Regions from separate parts of the Mus musculus genome. Here all the other regions are linked to region 2. The links are chromatin contacts, called in public HiChIP or PLAC-seq maps. All regions are on one chromosome and are shown on one strand. The core of a region is the stretch at or near the end of the contact, and the rest is flanking DNA. Distances in the headings are between cores, read along the strand shown.

Region 1 (3,396 bases), core at 50-2,549, 740 kb after region 2:
GAAGCTGGGCTGCTTTGGGTGACTTCTAGTGTCTCTTCCGACTCTGAAATGTCAGGATTTCTTTTTCACAAAGGAGAACGTACGGATGGTGGAAGCCCACTGACTTGGAACCCTCAAGTAGCAGCCTTGGCGGCTGACTCCCCGATACCACTCCTACGTCTCCCTCCCACACGTGCCCACCCCGCCCCCTTTCAGTATCAGCACCTCCACGTGCAAAATGCCTCTCGGCGCTGGCTCTACAATGGTGGGCTCCGTCTCCAGCCAAGCCCCGAAACTCTGTATGCTCCTGCCCCCACACCCCCGAGAAACCACTCTCCCACCCTTGGCAGCTAAAAAAGGCAAAGTCTCCTATCTAATCTTTCCCTTCAAGCAGAACGGGGTTGGGAGGGAGCAGAGGAAAAACTTTCTTATGTTTTTTTTTCTCCCTAAGAGAACCCTAAGTCAGGGGTTGAGGGGGGGAGGGGAACCCCTGAACGTTTAACGGCCAGTAGGGGGAGGGGAGCTCCGGAGACGGAGGGGGCGTGGGATGAAGAAGCAGGCCCGCGAGTGGGGTCCCCGAGCTGCGGCGTTCCGGGGGCCGGGCAGCCGCAGGCGTGCCCCCCCCCCTCAAACCTGGCACACAAAGCGGCCGCTGCGCTCGGCTCTCACCAGATCCTTTGTGTTTTCCATCAGGGCCTCATGGGTAGGGGCCGTCCGTGCTCCCCGAGCCCGCGGCGCCCCCTCCCCCCCCGCGAGCAGGGGGCCGGTGCCTCTCCCCGGGACTGCGGCGACTACAGGGGGGACCCCCGGCTGGGCCAGGGCCAGCGACAGCAGTGGCAGCCCCCGGATTTCCCCCCTTTTAACTCGGGTGGCCCCAGGATATCAACAACATTAGCATAGCCCTCCCTCCCCAGCGCGCCTGCGCCGTGACCCGCGCCCCGATTGGCCCACTTCCCCCACGTACCCTCCTCTCTCCCCTCCAGCGTGGGACCCTCGGCAGGCGCCGTACTCTAAGGACCGTACCAAGACCACAAGTCGATGAGGTAATTGAGGGCGCGCGGCACGACGCGGGGCTCAGAATCAGCAGGGCGAGAAGTTTCTTTCAGCCACTTCCATTTGGACTCCGGCCTCCCCGAGTCCCTTCCAATATGTTGCCTCCGAGAAGTTGTGTTGGGAAAAATTTCCACTCCAGTCACGCCGCTTCCCCCTCCACCCGGAAGATCGGCCTTCCCTGAGGAACTCCCACATGGGGCGGGGCCGCCGGACGGAGTGGGAGTGACGTAGCGCGCGAGCGCCGGTCACGTGGCTTGCGGCGGCGCAGACTCCTTCCGGCTCCCCGGGGCCGGGCCGAGGAGAAGAGCGAGCCGCCCCGGCACATGCGCAGTGGTACTCCACGTGAACGTCGGCGTTTTCCCCTCAGCCCTGAGGATGCCGCCCGAACGCAAGAGCCGGACGAGACGAGACCGGAGAGCCGGCGCAACGCCGGGGAGGAAAGCCAGACCCGGGAGCGGCAGCACGCCCGCAAAGGCCGCCCGTTCATCCCAACGGACACAGCCGGCCGAGCCGAGGGCGGCCCCTAGCGCGGGATCCGCGGCGGCGGCGGCAGAGGAGGAGGAGAGCCGGCTCCGGCAGCGGAACCGCCTGACGCTAGAGGACGATAAGCCGGCCGCCGAGCGTTGCCTGGAGCAGCTCGTCTTCGGCGATGTCGAGGACGACGAGGACGCGCTGCTGCAGCGGCTGCGGAGCTCGCGGGTGAGGAAGGCCTGCCTGCCTGCCCGCCTGCCTGCCTGCCGAGCGGGCACACGCTCTGGCGGGGCGCGCGGCGGGAGGCGAGGCCCCGGGGGCGGAGCCTGGAGGTGGGGGGGACCTGTGGCGGCGAGTGCTCAGGTGGGAGGGACCGGCGACCGCGGGCGCCGAGGGGCGCCGTCCGGCTCTTTCGCCTCGGGTTCTGGGCTGCTGGCTGGCGAGGGCGGGGACGCTGCCTTTCTCCGCCCCAAAGGGGCTGCGGCGCTTCGCATCCAGCAGGCGCTCAACTGTCGGCTTGGTTTGCCAAAGGATGTCTGCAAAGTAGAGTCGCTCATCTTCGGGCTCTTACACCCTCTGCTGGAACCACAGGGGTGACCGTTTGATCACCTGTCGCGACTCCGCGTAGTGGATGGAACCAATACGTGGGCAGAAGGCGTAAAGCTGCATTTTAATAACATCGCGGGGTGATACCCACGCCCAGCTTTTGAGAACGATCAGTGTGTATTCATCTCTAACCTTTCTTTGGTTGCTAGCTCTTGTAACAATTGCAAATCCTTCCTGATTGATGCTCTTTGCGCTATTATTTTTGTTCTATACCTGGTCCCTGGACTAAGGGTAGAGACACAGCAGTGGAGGAATCCCACAAGAACCCCTCTTGGAACTTGTGTTAGTAGTGGTAAAAAAGCAAGATAAAAGAGACAAGACTAGTAAAGTTAAAGTATGTTGGTGGAGAGGAAAATGAAAACATTTGAGAAAGGGATTTAAATATATGTGAAGACGTCTTTTAGATAGGGTAAGCTGACTGACTCAATGGGAATATCAGCATTTGCTTAGTTCACCCTTTGTGTGGGTGCTTTGATGGAGAGCTGCAGCAGCCTTCTTTGGGAGGTGGAGACCAGTTATGTTAAGAGCTGTGGGACAGTTCTGTATCCAAAGGACTCACTTGATGGGCTTTGAAAGATCTTAAATCAGCAGTGCTGGTGGATACTGCAGTTGGCTCCTTGGACACTGCCCTGTAGGTTGGGAGAAAGCTCAGATCATTTGAAGGGTTTTTTTTTTTTTTTTTTTTTTTTTTGAGTGCTAGGTTTAGGTTTCGAGTGTGTGGGTGTGGTATAAAGTTTGAAGAAGGTGGAGATGGAGCACATAGAACAAGAGATACTCCTCATGAGGCTATGAGACACAGCCTATGTTGTGTGGGATTCTAGTAGGCCCCGGGCTCTGTAACTGTTGGGCTTTGATGCTTGCTCTTTACCTGCCGGCGGCTTACCTTTTACCCTTGTCTACTGCGGTCTTTAGCTTTCCGTGCACTTCCCCCCCCCCCCCCCCTTCTATCCTGCCTCACCTGTCCTCATGGTGGTTCTGATCTCCTTTCCTGCGTGCTCCTTCAGCATGTGCTGTGGTTGTGTTCCATCACATTATTTCATCAGCACACCAGGAAAGCAAAAGCATTCTATAGGCTATTGTAGTATAAGGAGTGTGTGTGCGTGCATGTGCTTGCGTGTGCGCTAGCAACTTGTTGGAGAATCACAGTGGTTTGACGATGGTGTGTCTCTGTAGGGTCAGCTACATGGAAGCTCAGATGAATCGGAAGTGGAAAATGAAGCAAAAGACATTTTTTCTCAGAAGAAGAAGCAGCCAGTTTGGGTGGATGAAGATGATGAAGATGAGGAA
Region 2 (3,295 bases), core at 539-3,038:
GGGAGGGCCCTGGCTACAGAACAAGAGAGAAGGCCCTCATAGCCCGTCTCTAGTTCTCAGTGGTGTCCAGGACTAGAGAGGCTCTGCAGAACCGACCCTTTCTTCACCCCAAGGACAGCACTATAATGACCACATGCCTGTGGTGAAGGGGTTCCAGATAGCTTTCCTCGGGCCAGGCTCAAGTACATGTGGCCGTCTTCTGGAGAAGGACGGTGGACATGCAGTCAAGGGTCCCAGGTCCAAATCTCAGAGGTACGTCTGACCACTTTACGTGTAAAGAAGTTCCGGGTACCAGAGCAGGGAAAACACCAGCTACCTTCCAATTCTTTGTCTTATGATTTTTTTTTTTTTTTTTTTTTGGTTTTTCTAGACAGGGTTTCTCTGTATAGCCCTGGCTGTCCTGGAACTCACTCTGTAGACCAGGCTGGCCTCAAACTCAGAAATCCACCTGCCTCTGCCTCCCGAGCTCTGGGATTAAAGGCGTCCCCACCAGGCCCGGCTTGTCTTATGATTTTAACCCCCCTAAGTGTACGAGACCAGAACCATTAACACCATCTTACAAATGAGGAAATCTAGACACAAAGGTTGGCTGGTTAGCTTGCCAAGGACATCGAGCTATTGAGCAACGGGAGCTGGGAAGTGAACTGGGCATGCCATTCAAACCACCATACTACACAGCCACAAAGGGGGTGGGGGTGGGGATTCGGCCAATTGCCAAGGCCAAGTATAATCCCTTAATGGCAATAAGAAAAGTGTAGGTCATCCAAAGTGAAGCTAACATGAGACGTTAGAGCTAGGGAGCGCAGAGCTGGGTAAGCACTGATCGAGGATGTTGCTCTATGTTGGCAGCAAATTAAGTGTGTGCTGTCCCTAGGGCCTCAGGCTTCCAAATGGGATTGGGAGTGGAGGGAGATGGAGGGTGTGGCGCCATTCCGGACAGTTTCAGAGCAGCTGGGATGAGAACCTTTGCCAGTCCTGCAAAGAGATTTCACTTTCTTCAAGGAGAGCCGCCCCCAAGCTGCGAAAGCCAGCTGGGATTGCAGGCTTCTCAGGAAAAAGCTGGGTTCGGCGCCACACCCAGGTCTATCTGGAGGCCTACTTCCCGGGACCCGGTCATTCATTCATCCTCGAAACACATCCAGCAACCCTTCCCGCGGCTTTCCACTCTAAGGCCCAGCACGAAGCCGGACCTTGTTGAGAGCTCCCCAAAACCAGGACAAATTCATTACTGGCCCCGAAAAAGCCCAGGATCGGGTAGCTAGAGCGACCCTATCTCCTGGAACTGTGCCAAAGTGACACGTGTGCACCGCAATAAGAATACTGGGACCGACCGCAGCCTCCCAGGAGACCTAGTTTTTTAAAGAACGGGAAACTGAGGCTTAAGAGAGGGGCCTGCCCGCGTGGGGCCGGCGTCAGGAGTAGGTGGGCTCCCGAGGCTCGTGGGGTCGTACTGACCAGCTCCTTGACGGGGACTTCATTCAGGTCGCTGAGGCTCAGGTCCAGCTCATTGCCGTCCAGCTTGTCGCGGAGGTTCCCGCCCTTGCTACCGGCCTTGGTCATGATGACGCCGGCTAAGCGGGTCCCTGGCTCCCGGTTTCCGACGGGCAGGAGAGAGGGATGAGGGGCCGCTCGTGGGCTCGGCGGACTCACACCCAACGGACCACGCCTGCGCCTTAAGCCGCCGTCGCCTCCGCCGCCGCTGCGAGGCCTCCGCCGCCCGTCCGCTCGCCCGCCGCACTCCCAGCCCAGGGCCCCGCTCCCACCGGTGCCGCCGCGACGACGACCACTTCCGTGTCCACGTCACCTTCCGCGGCCACTGAGATGGGCTGGGCCAGAGAGGCCCGAGCGTGTACCGGCGCGCCCTCTGCCGTCCAGGCTGGCAAACTGCATCTGCGGGGCGCCACCTCCGCCGGGAGGAGCTGAGTTGCTAGACGTGGCAGTCCGGAGGCATCTGGAGCCCGAAAGGACAGAAACTGCACTTTCCATGACCTGTGTTTGCATCCCTCATAAGATCATCCCTATACTCTGAAATAGGAGCCAACTCTGAGGGTATCCTCCAAAATTTCTCCTAGCTTTCTTCCGAATTTACGGTTACTGTAAACTTCCTCTTCCTTTTCGGCTTCAGTCTTCAGCCCTCTTCTCTCCAGCCCTTTAATCTCAGCACATGAAAGATCCCTACCAATTAGAGGCCTGCCTGGTCTACATAACAAGTTCCAGGCCATGCAGGGCTACATAGCAAGAACCTGTCTGTAGTGGCTATTCCTGGTTGTCAACTTGACAATATTTGGAATGAACTACAATCCGGAATTGGAAGGCTCACCAGTGACCCTTATCTGGAGGCTTGGAGATCCTTATCTGGATCTTGGTTTGAAGATCTTGAGCCATAGTGGCTATGGATTCCAGAAGATTGAATCTCCGAGTTAAGGAACACACCTTTAATCTGGGCTATGCCTTTCATCTGGGATTAAAGGTGTGGTGGAACACACCTTTAATCTGGGCTACACCTTTTGCTGGAGACAATATAAGGACATTGGAAGAAGGGAGTCTAGCTCTTGCTCTTGCTCCTTTGCCTGCTTGCTGCGTGAGACTGAGTAACTGCTAGATCCTTGGACTTCCATTCACAGCTGCGACTGAACAATTGTTGGGAATTCGGCTGCCGACTGTAAGTCATCAATAAATTCCTTTACTATTTAGAGATTATCCATAAGTTCTGTGACTCTAGAGAACCCTGACTAATACAGAAGTTGGTACCAGGAGTGGTTCTAGAGTAACAGAAGTACAAGGATGAATCTTTTAAAATACTGGAATTGGCTTGTTGATCCACCAGCACTTTCAAATATTGAAACCTCTCCAGATTCTCTCCCTCCTGGGAGCTCAGAGAATTTTGAAGACCCATGGTTGAAACTATATTCCGAACTTAAAGAAGCTAATGCCCTTGATTTTCTTAATGAATTAGGTGATTCAGTGCACAAAGCTTTCTACAAGATGGGGAAAAAATCGAAAAATGATTTTACTGGCTGGCTGCTCTTAGTATCTGTGGAAAAAATGATGAATGAAAGGAAGGAGTTGTGTGATAAAATCGAAAGGCTCCAGACACAAGTAAACGATCTAAAAGTTGCTAAGTGTGTCCTTGAGGAGAATCTTCTCTCTTGTAGCAATAGAGCTCAAGTTGCAGAAAATCAAACAGAAACTCTCATTGTAAGGTTGGCTGAACTACAGAGAAAATTCAAGTCTCAGCCTCAGAGTGTGTCGACAGTTAAAGTAAGGGCTCTAATTGGCAAAGAATGGGATCCTA
Region 3 (3,275 bases), core at 675-3,174, 760 kb before region 2:
GGTCTTCACGCATGCTAAGCCAGCTCTACTAACTGAGCTCACTCCCTAGCCTTCTAGGATTGTTTCCTTTAAGTCACAGACCTGAGGGGAAGAGGAGGGAAGATCCCCTTAGTCCTGTCCACACAATTTCTGAGCCAACTCTCATCTCACCCTGAGGTTTCACCTGAGTTGGATAGTTGACAAACTGCAGGGCTGAGTTGCTGGAGACCATGGCACCCACATAGGAGACAGAACAGGCAGCATAGAGCCAGGTCCGAGTGCGATCCACCCTGGCAGTGTCAAAAAACTGGATCACTGGGAGAAGACAAAAAATAAAACAAAAACAAACAAAACATACAAGAGAAACCCGGTGGGGCAAGGATGGACCACTAAGCAAAAAGTTGAGGCCATAGGAAAGGAACTTGCCTGTCAAGTAAGACCGCTATTTCTATCCTCTTAAGCTGGGAAATCTCTGAAAATTATTCATCGTCCCAGTTCCCCTTAAGCCTAACACAACCACATGCTGAGTGGAGGGAGAGATTCACTGAGTTCAAGAAAGGATGGCTTAACTCTACTGACAGGAACAAAGACATGTTTGAAGCTGACACACAAAGCGAAGTCAAAGGGATAAAGGGGAAAATGTTCTAAGGGCTTTCAATGGGGATTTGGAATATAGACGGCCCAGTCGTCTCCAACTAAAAAGTTGGTATAATTTAGAGGCCTAATATTTTAATCTCATTTCACAGCCATTGGTTTTACAGTCTGTAGAGAAGCTGTTTAAATACTCAAGGGTGTGGAGGTAGGGAAAACTTTGATTTTTAAAGATGAATCCACGTCTATGCCCAGAATATGGGAGGAAGGAGAGTGAGCCCAACAAATTACTATGAGGTACTCACAGATCTTGGCAAACATAGCATTGATCACACACTGGATGAAAACCAAAGTTAAGGCAAAGGTGAATGTCTCCTGTTTGGGTCCTTCTCCATACTTCCCTCTTGTGCTAAGACGAAACACATAAAAAAGCAATTAGTGTGTGCTACTCGGTGGCATCAAGTATGTTCAGATCCACTGAGAGCTTTGGAAGTATCATGCTTTTGTGGGTGTAGTTAGAGTTAGGAAGGATTACTGAGCTCATTTACCCAAAGGAGACGATTTGATTTAAGCCTAAAAACTAAGTCTAAACAGTAGACGCCAACCTACTGCTACCATAGCCTAAGGAAAAAATATCCGTAAAGGACACAGGTAGGAGAAAAAAAAAAAGTCAAGACAGCTGAACAAAAGTATCCCCCGTAGGAGAAAAAAAAAAAAAAAAGGCAAGACCCAGAGCAAGAAGATTAACGGTCTGCAAACACCTCGGGGCTTTCTAAAAATAAAATAAAATAAGACCTGGCTCAGGTCACGGAGCACTCTTGGAATCAACAAAAGTAAAAATATCTAAAGGGAAAAAAAAAATCGCGTTCTAAAACTCCAGAGGCCGGCCCTGAAATTTTAGAATTACAAGGATGCTCAGCTAGCAATGTATAATAGCAGGGTGCAAAAAAAGGTCAGAGGGCCGAGCCGGAGAAGAGAAAACCCTGTACCAGACACAGGAAGCCTGAAGACTAGACCGTAAAATGGATGGTGGAGACTGAATTCCGGCCCTGGCTGGGGGATGCTAGGAGTCCTGCCCCCTCAAGGGTCTGCTCACATCTTCTCCTGCAGGATCCCATAGTAGAAATAGCAGACAAAGACACCCAAGAAGCAGAGCGGCAGGCGCAGCCGATCAGGCACCAGGGATCTACTAGCGGCCATGAGACGCACGGACGAGTCGGCCGAAGATCCGTTCAGAGCAGGTAGCGGTACCGGCGGCGAAGGCGAAAGCTCCAGGCGGACATCGCCGGCCGGCGGCAGGGACCTCATAGGAGCTGCGTGCGACCGCCGGCTCGTAGGCCGGAGCAGCTACCTCCAGATATGCCAGCTCAGAGCTTCCGAGAGGGAAATGCCTCCTGCCCCGGCAGGAGCGTTCTAGGAAAGAAGGAAGGCTTTAAGATCTTGGCTCCATTCCTGGTGGCCAGGAAAGCCAGCCATATCGAGGTTATTGTCTCCTCTTTTAGGTTTTTCCGATCAGGCAACGCCGAGGACATCTACAAGCTGGAGCTCGGTGGGGAGGCCTAGGCGATTACGCGGCGTATAGTGATGACGTATAAGTATGTGGATGTTATCAATTGGCTCCGCAGAGCGAAAATAGACAGATGGGCGGAGAAAGAGGCGGTGAGGCCAGAAGAGAATTAAAGGCTTTTTTTTTTTTTTGCAGTTGGCTGTCAGGCCTCGGCTGGGTCCTAACGCCAAGAACGCTTCATAGAGCCGTAGCGCCCTCTAGCCGCTGCCCAACGTTAGCGACTCCAACCCTGTCTACCCTGTGTTCAAGACCTGGCTAAGAAGTCCAGGTCCTCTTCTTTGGGCAGGGAGCCACCGGGCAGGCTCTGTGATAGGTCAGGGCTCTTATCACTTAGAGGCAGCACATCACGTGTTGCTTAAATTCCGAGCTACAGTTTTCTCGCTCTGCAAACGAGGGGTAATTAGTAATAACCACCCTGTCACTCATTGAACGGTGTGAGGATTAAATGAGCTAAGGTTTACCAAAGTGTTTTATAAACTGTTAAGTGTGCTGTGCAAGTTTGGAGTATTAGTCATCATATTTTCTCAACTCTAATCGTATTTCCTCACCTCTTCGAGGTGAAAAATTCAATTTATTGAAATGCCTTTTAAAAAACAACAAAAGACATAATCACATGTAGCGCAGGCTGTCCTCGAATCTGCTATGTAGAATAATGTTGAATTTACAATCCTTTTCTCTTTACCTCCCTTCCGAGTGTTTTTTTTTTTTTTTTTTTTTTTTTGGTTTTTCGAGACAGGTTTCTCTGTGTAGCCCTGGCTGTCCTGGAACTCACTCTGTAGACCTGGCTGACCTCGAACTCAGAAATCTGCCTGCCTCAGCCTCCCAAGTGCTGGGATTAAAGGAGTGCGCCACCACTGCCTGGCTCCCTTCCAACTTCTTAAGTAAATTTTCTTCAAGACCTTCCAACTCTCCAATGAAGCAACACACACACACACACACACACACCACACCACACCACACCACACCACACCTCTTCCTATTTTTGGTCTCATCCATGGACTTCTCCCTGATTTAACAGTTGGGTCTTCACCTGCTTTGCTAGAATTGCAAAAGCAAGACTTAACACCAGGTCACCAAGTCCCCTACCTAATAACAGTCCCAATTGTCAAGCAGTTGTGGGTCTTGGGTTGCTTTCCTC
Region 4 (3,263 bases), core at 403-2,902, 710 kb before region 2:
TGCTTTATAGTTGACGATAGGCACGAGTTTGTCTGGGCATTGCCTTCTTCTATACCACCAGATTCTACACATACTTTGACTACTTGGTCACCATCTTGCTACCAGATTTGATCAAGTTCTGCGTTCCAGAATGTGATACTAGCACATACAGTGAGGTCCAAATAGACTTGGCTTTCTACCTCAAAGACCCGATGAATCCCATTCCTATCTAGCAAGACTCCTGTAACAGAATACCTTCAGGAAGAGGATATGCAATGTCCAAGCTTAGTCATCTGCAGAAAGCACAAGAGACTGGTGTAGGGACTGTCACAGTAGGATGGCAGGGACCATAGCTTCTGTACATTTGGTACAAACTTAGACTTAGGAAGTGTGCAATGATCCTTTCACATCTGGTGTGAATCAAACGCAAACTTCACTTTTAACTTACTGCCAACCTCCTCATGCAAGTAGGTTCCCTTTCCGTTCCAAAGGGCCTGCAATTGTGGGTCCCATCACAGCCTTAAGTGTGAAAGCAAGGTTAAATTTGCTCCACCCTAGTTTCCCCACACCCACCACATCAAGCTGCTATTAAGAAACTGCTTCGGCGCTGTTCAGAAAGTGGGGTATTTAACACAGCATACTTGATTGTAAGCACTCCACTGCCACGTTGGCTGGGAATGCTCAGGGCAAAACACCTTCGGAGGAGGCAAGAAGTAGGATGCAAACTGCCCAACTCCTGTACATAAGCACACACGCACAGAATAACTGGAAAGAGACAGCCATGTTAAGCAAGTCAGAGATATGGGAACATTCAACTTCGGGGCTACCCCGAGAGGAATGTAGAAAATCGGTAACAGAGGTATGTTTGCACCGAAGTAAAAGCCGTTAAACTAACTTATTCCAACGGGCTGAGTTCAAATCATCTCCTGGAAGAAGCATAATGTGAAAGCGCACGTGAAGTGGTGAAGAAAGGAACTCGAGAGCCATAGAGAGAGACGCTGGGGCCAAACTCAAGCAGGAGAAGTAACACATGGCTCCACCCGGCTCTCTTCCATGCCCCTCCCCCTCACTGAGCAGGCGTCCAGCGCCCACCGGTTCTGGCTCCCAGTGAAGCCCTCGACTCCGGACGCCCACAACACTCCTTGCACGCACTCTAGCACTTCTCACACCGCCCGGGCGGACACTTCGGACCACTTTTCGGTTACGCCCCCCCAAAGCTAGCTTCCATCTGCCAGGTCCCTCCCCTCTGGTCCCCGGCCCATGCACCCGGCACCCCGTCCCGGAGTTGCACCGCAGGTTCGCAGCTGCTCGCCTTCGCTCCCTCCGCCCTCGCGAACTCTGAGCGCCCCTTTTTCTCTTCTCTCACCTCCCATCTACTTCTAGTACTCTCCAGCCCGTCGCCCCAGCACCCGCTCCGGACCCGGCTCACCTGCGCGGCCACCCCCGTCCCGGCGCTGGTGAGGCTGCTGCAGCTGGAAGGGGACCGTAGCCCTGAGTGGCTGCAGACCGACCCGGGGGGAGCCAGCGGGCGCCGGTGGAGAGCAGCCCCGCCGGAGACCCCCCGCCCCTCCGCGCCCCGGCCCCCAGGAACCTCCGCCTCGGCCGCCCGCTGCGGCCCCGGACATGGCCCACCCGGCTACCTGCCGCCTCACCCCCACGGCGAGCCCCACACTGCCCCCAACCCCCGCGGCCGCTACTTATCTGCCCTACGGGCGCGGACCGGCCCCCTCGGCCCAGAGTTCTAATTGGCCTACAGAGTCCCAGGACCTCCCCCTCAACCAATCCATGGCGGGGCTCTTCTGTTTCCGAGGATGATTGGTCCATGTGCTCAGCCATCAAGTCAAGACCCCCACCCTCCTGATTTTCTTCTTTTCTTTTTTTTTTTTTTTTTTAATGTCCTTAAGGCTGCCGATTGGACCTTCCAGTAGAGGGCTGGTTCTTCAGCACTGCCAATGAGAAGGTTCAAAGGGGAGGATCGTCACACCCAGTCCCAGGTAGTATGCAAATATATGCCATGTGATGTCAGGCTGTGCAGGGGGCGGGGCTGGATGTGGACTGGAATCAAACACTACTGAAATCTTTAAAGGTGGTAGTGTCAAACTCTAAGCAGTTTCAATGGGACTGAGAATGCCTAACTTCAAAAGCCATTACATTTAGTTTAACTAAAAAACATTAGTTTTCAATTCTCATGAGATTTCACTGCAGCTGACAAACTCCAAACTGAGATTCGATAAATTTATAGAAGGTTTGCCTATCATTTGCATGAGCTTTGCATTAAATTCGTACATTTAATGGCTACCTCGCCTCACATGACACTCATTTGTCTTCTACGTTTCCAAGTCCCTTCCTGAAGCTGGTCCAATCTCAATAAAAACAGCTGTTAGTCTGTAAATTAACTTGAGCCTTTAAAAGGGAGCTGGGAATTTCCCTTCAGAACCATCCATTGTAAGTGTACCTAGCAAAACAAAGTAAATGATAAATCTGATCAAGTTTGATAGTGACTCCACTAGGAAATCTTTGTCTTTCCAGCTCAGTTGCTCTCTGACCTACAAGTCAAAGACCAGATGGTCCCCAAAGAGAATACTGGCAAGCTGTGAAAATTATATGCTATGTATATGTGAACACATTTTCGGAAAAAAGAAAAAGCAGTATTTAAGATACTATTAAAACAATGCATCTCAAAAAAAAAAAATCCATTACTCTTGCTACTTTGTTCTATATATGGAAAAGAAACAGAGCCAATTAACGCTGGACTGTCTGTGAGAAGGGACCATCCAAGTAATTGGATAATTCCCTCTAGATTTATATTTAGTTATGAATTCTAATTTTGACCTTGCTACCGATTTGTCTTTCTATTTCAGTCTCTACCGAGTTTAGTATTTTTTTTAAAGGTATTCCCTTGAAGCCACACTTACTAATCAGAGGAAAGGGAGTAAACTGGGTGTGCGTGCTGCGAGAGTACCTTGGGATCCAATACTGAAAGCAGATAACGCTCAGAGTGGGAATGCAACAGTTGGCTGAATATTAAAATCAGACCAGAACACAGAACATGGAGGCAAAGGAACATACTGTGAAAAGATTTTTCTCTGCAAAGACACTACTTTCATGTTTGAACGATTTGCTTCAAGCTCTGACATATAGATTGTTTGTGATGGAAGAAAATAGTACTCTTTTTTTTCCATGAGGACGACAGTCTTACTAAATGCCTGATAGGGATGAATAAGACCTGGTGGTTGGAATTAAAACTCAGCCATTCTCAGGCTAGCTCAGCTTTAAAAAGTACA

The links. HiChIP or PLAC-seq counts read pairs in DNA pulled down with a chosen protein or histone mark.
Region 1: a contact with region 2 is called in an H3K27ac HiChIP or PLAC-seq map of microglia, with 4 times the contacts expected there. The contact joins the promoter of Utp18 here to the promoter of Lrrc59 in region 2. A contact is called at or near these places in 3 of 115 datasets of contacts at active chromatin or transcription factors (bone marrow-derived macrophages, embryonic stem cells and microglia).
Region 3: an H3K4me3 HiChIP or PLAC-seq map of bone marrow-derived macrophages shows a contact between it and region 2, with 4 times the contacts expected there. The contact joins the promoter of Slc35b1 here to the promoter of Lrrc59 in region 2.
Region 4: an H3K4me3 HiChIP or PLAC-seq map of bone marrow-derived macrophages shows a contact between it and region 2, with 3 times the contacts expected there. The contact joins the promoter of Fam117a here to the promoter of Lrrc59 in region 2. A contact is called at or near these places in 1 of 39 promoter capture datasets (liver) and 1 of 115 datasets of contacts at active chromatin or transcription factors (bone marrow-derived macrophages).

Annotation. Positions count from the first base shown.
Region 1 is chr11:93,883,669-93,887,064 of GRCm38.p6, reverse strand. Utp18 (UTP18 small subunit processome component) reads left to right here and starts at 1,299. Exons shown (of 14, transcript NM_001013375.1): 1 at 1,299-1,731; 2 at 3,283-3,396. The coding sequence starts at 1,408. It overlaps Mbtd1 (mbt domain containing 1), which reads right to left and starts at 894. Exons shown (of 16, transcript NM_134012.4): 1 at 649-894. RefSeq lists enhancers at 982-1,015, 1,028-1,070, 1,265-1,297 and a cis regulatory region at 1,277-1,284.
Region 2 is chr11:94,628,270-94,631,564 of GRCm38.p6, reverse strand. Lrrc59 (leucine rich repeat containing 59) reads right to left here and starts at 1,788. Exons shown (of 7, transcript NM_133807.2): 1 at 1,456-1,788. The coding sequence starts at 1,560.
Region 3 is chr11:95,383,505-95,386,779 of GRCm38.p6, reverse strand. It overlaps Slc35b1 (solute carrier family 35, member B1), which reads right to left and starts at 1,924. Exons shown (of 9, transcript NM_016752.3): 1 at 1,667-1,924; 2 at 876-979; 3 at 164-294. The coding sequence starts at 1,770.
Region 4 is chr11:95,335,407-95,338,669 of GRCm38.p6, reverse strand. Fam117a (family with sequence similarity 117, member A) reads right to left here and starts at 1,652. Exons shown (of 8, transcript NM_172543.4): 1 at 1,409-1,652. The coding sequence starts at 1,604.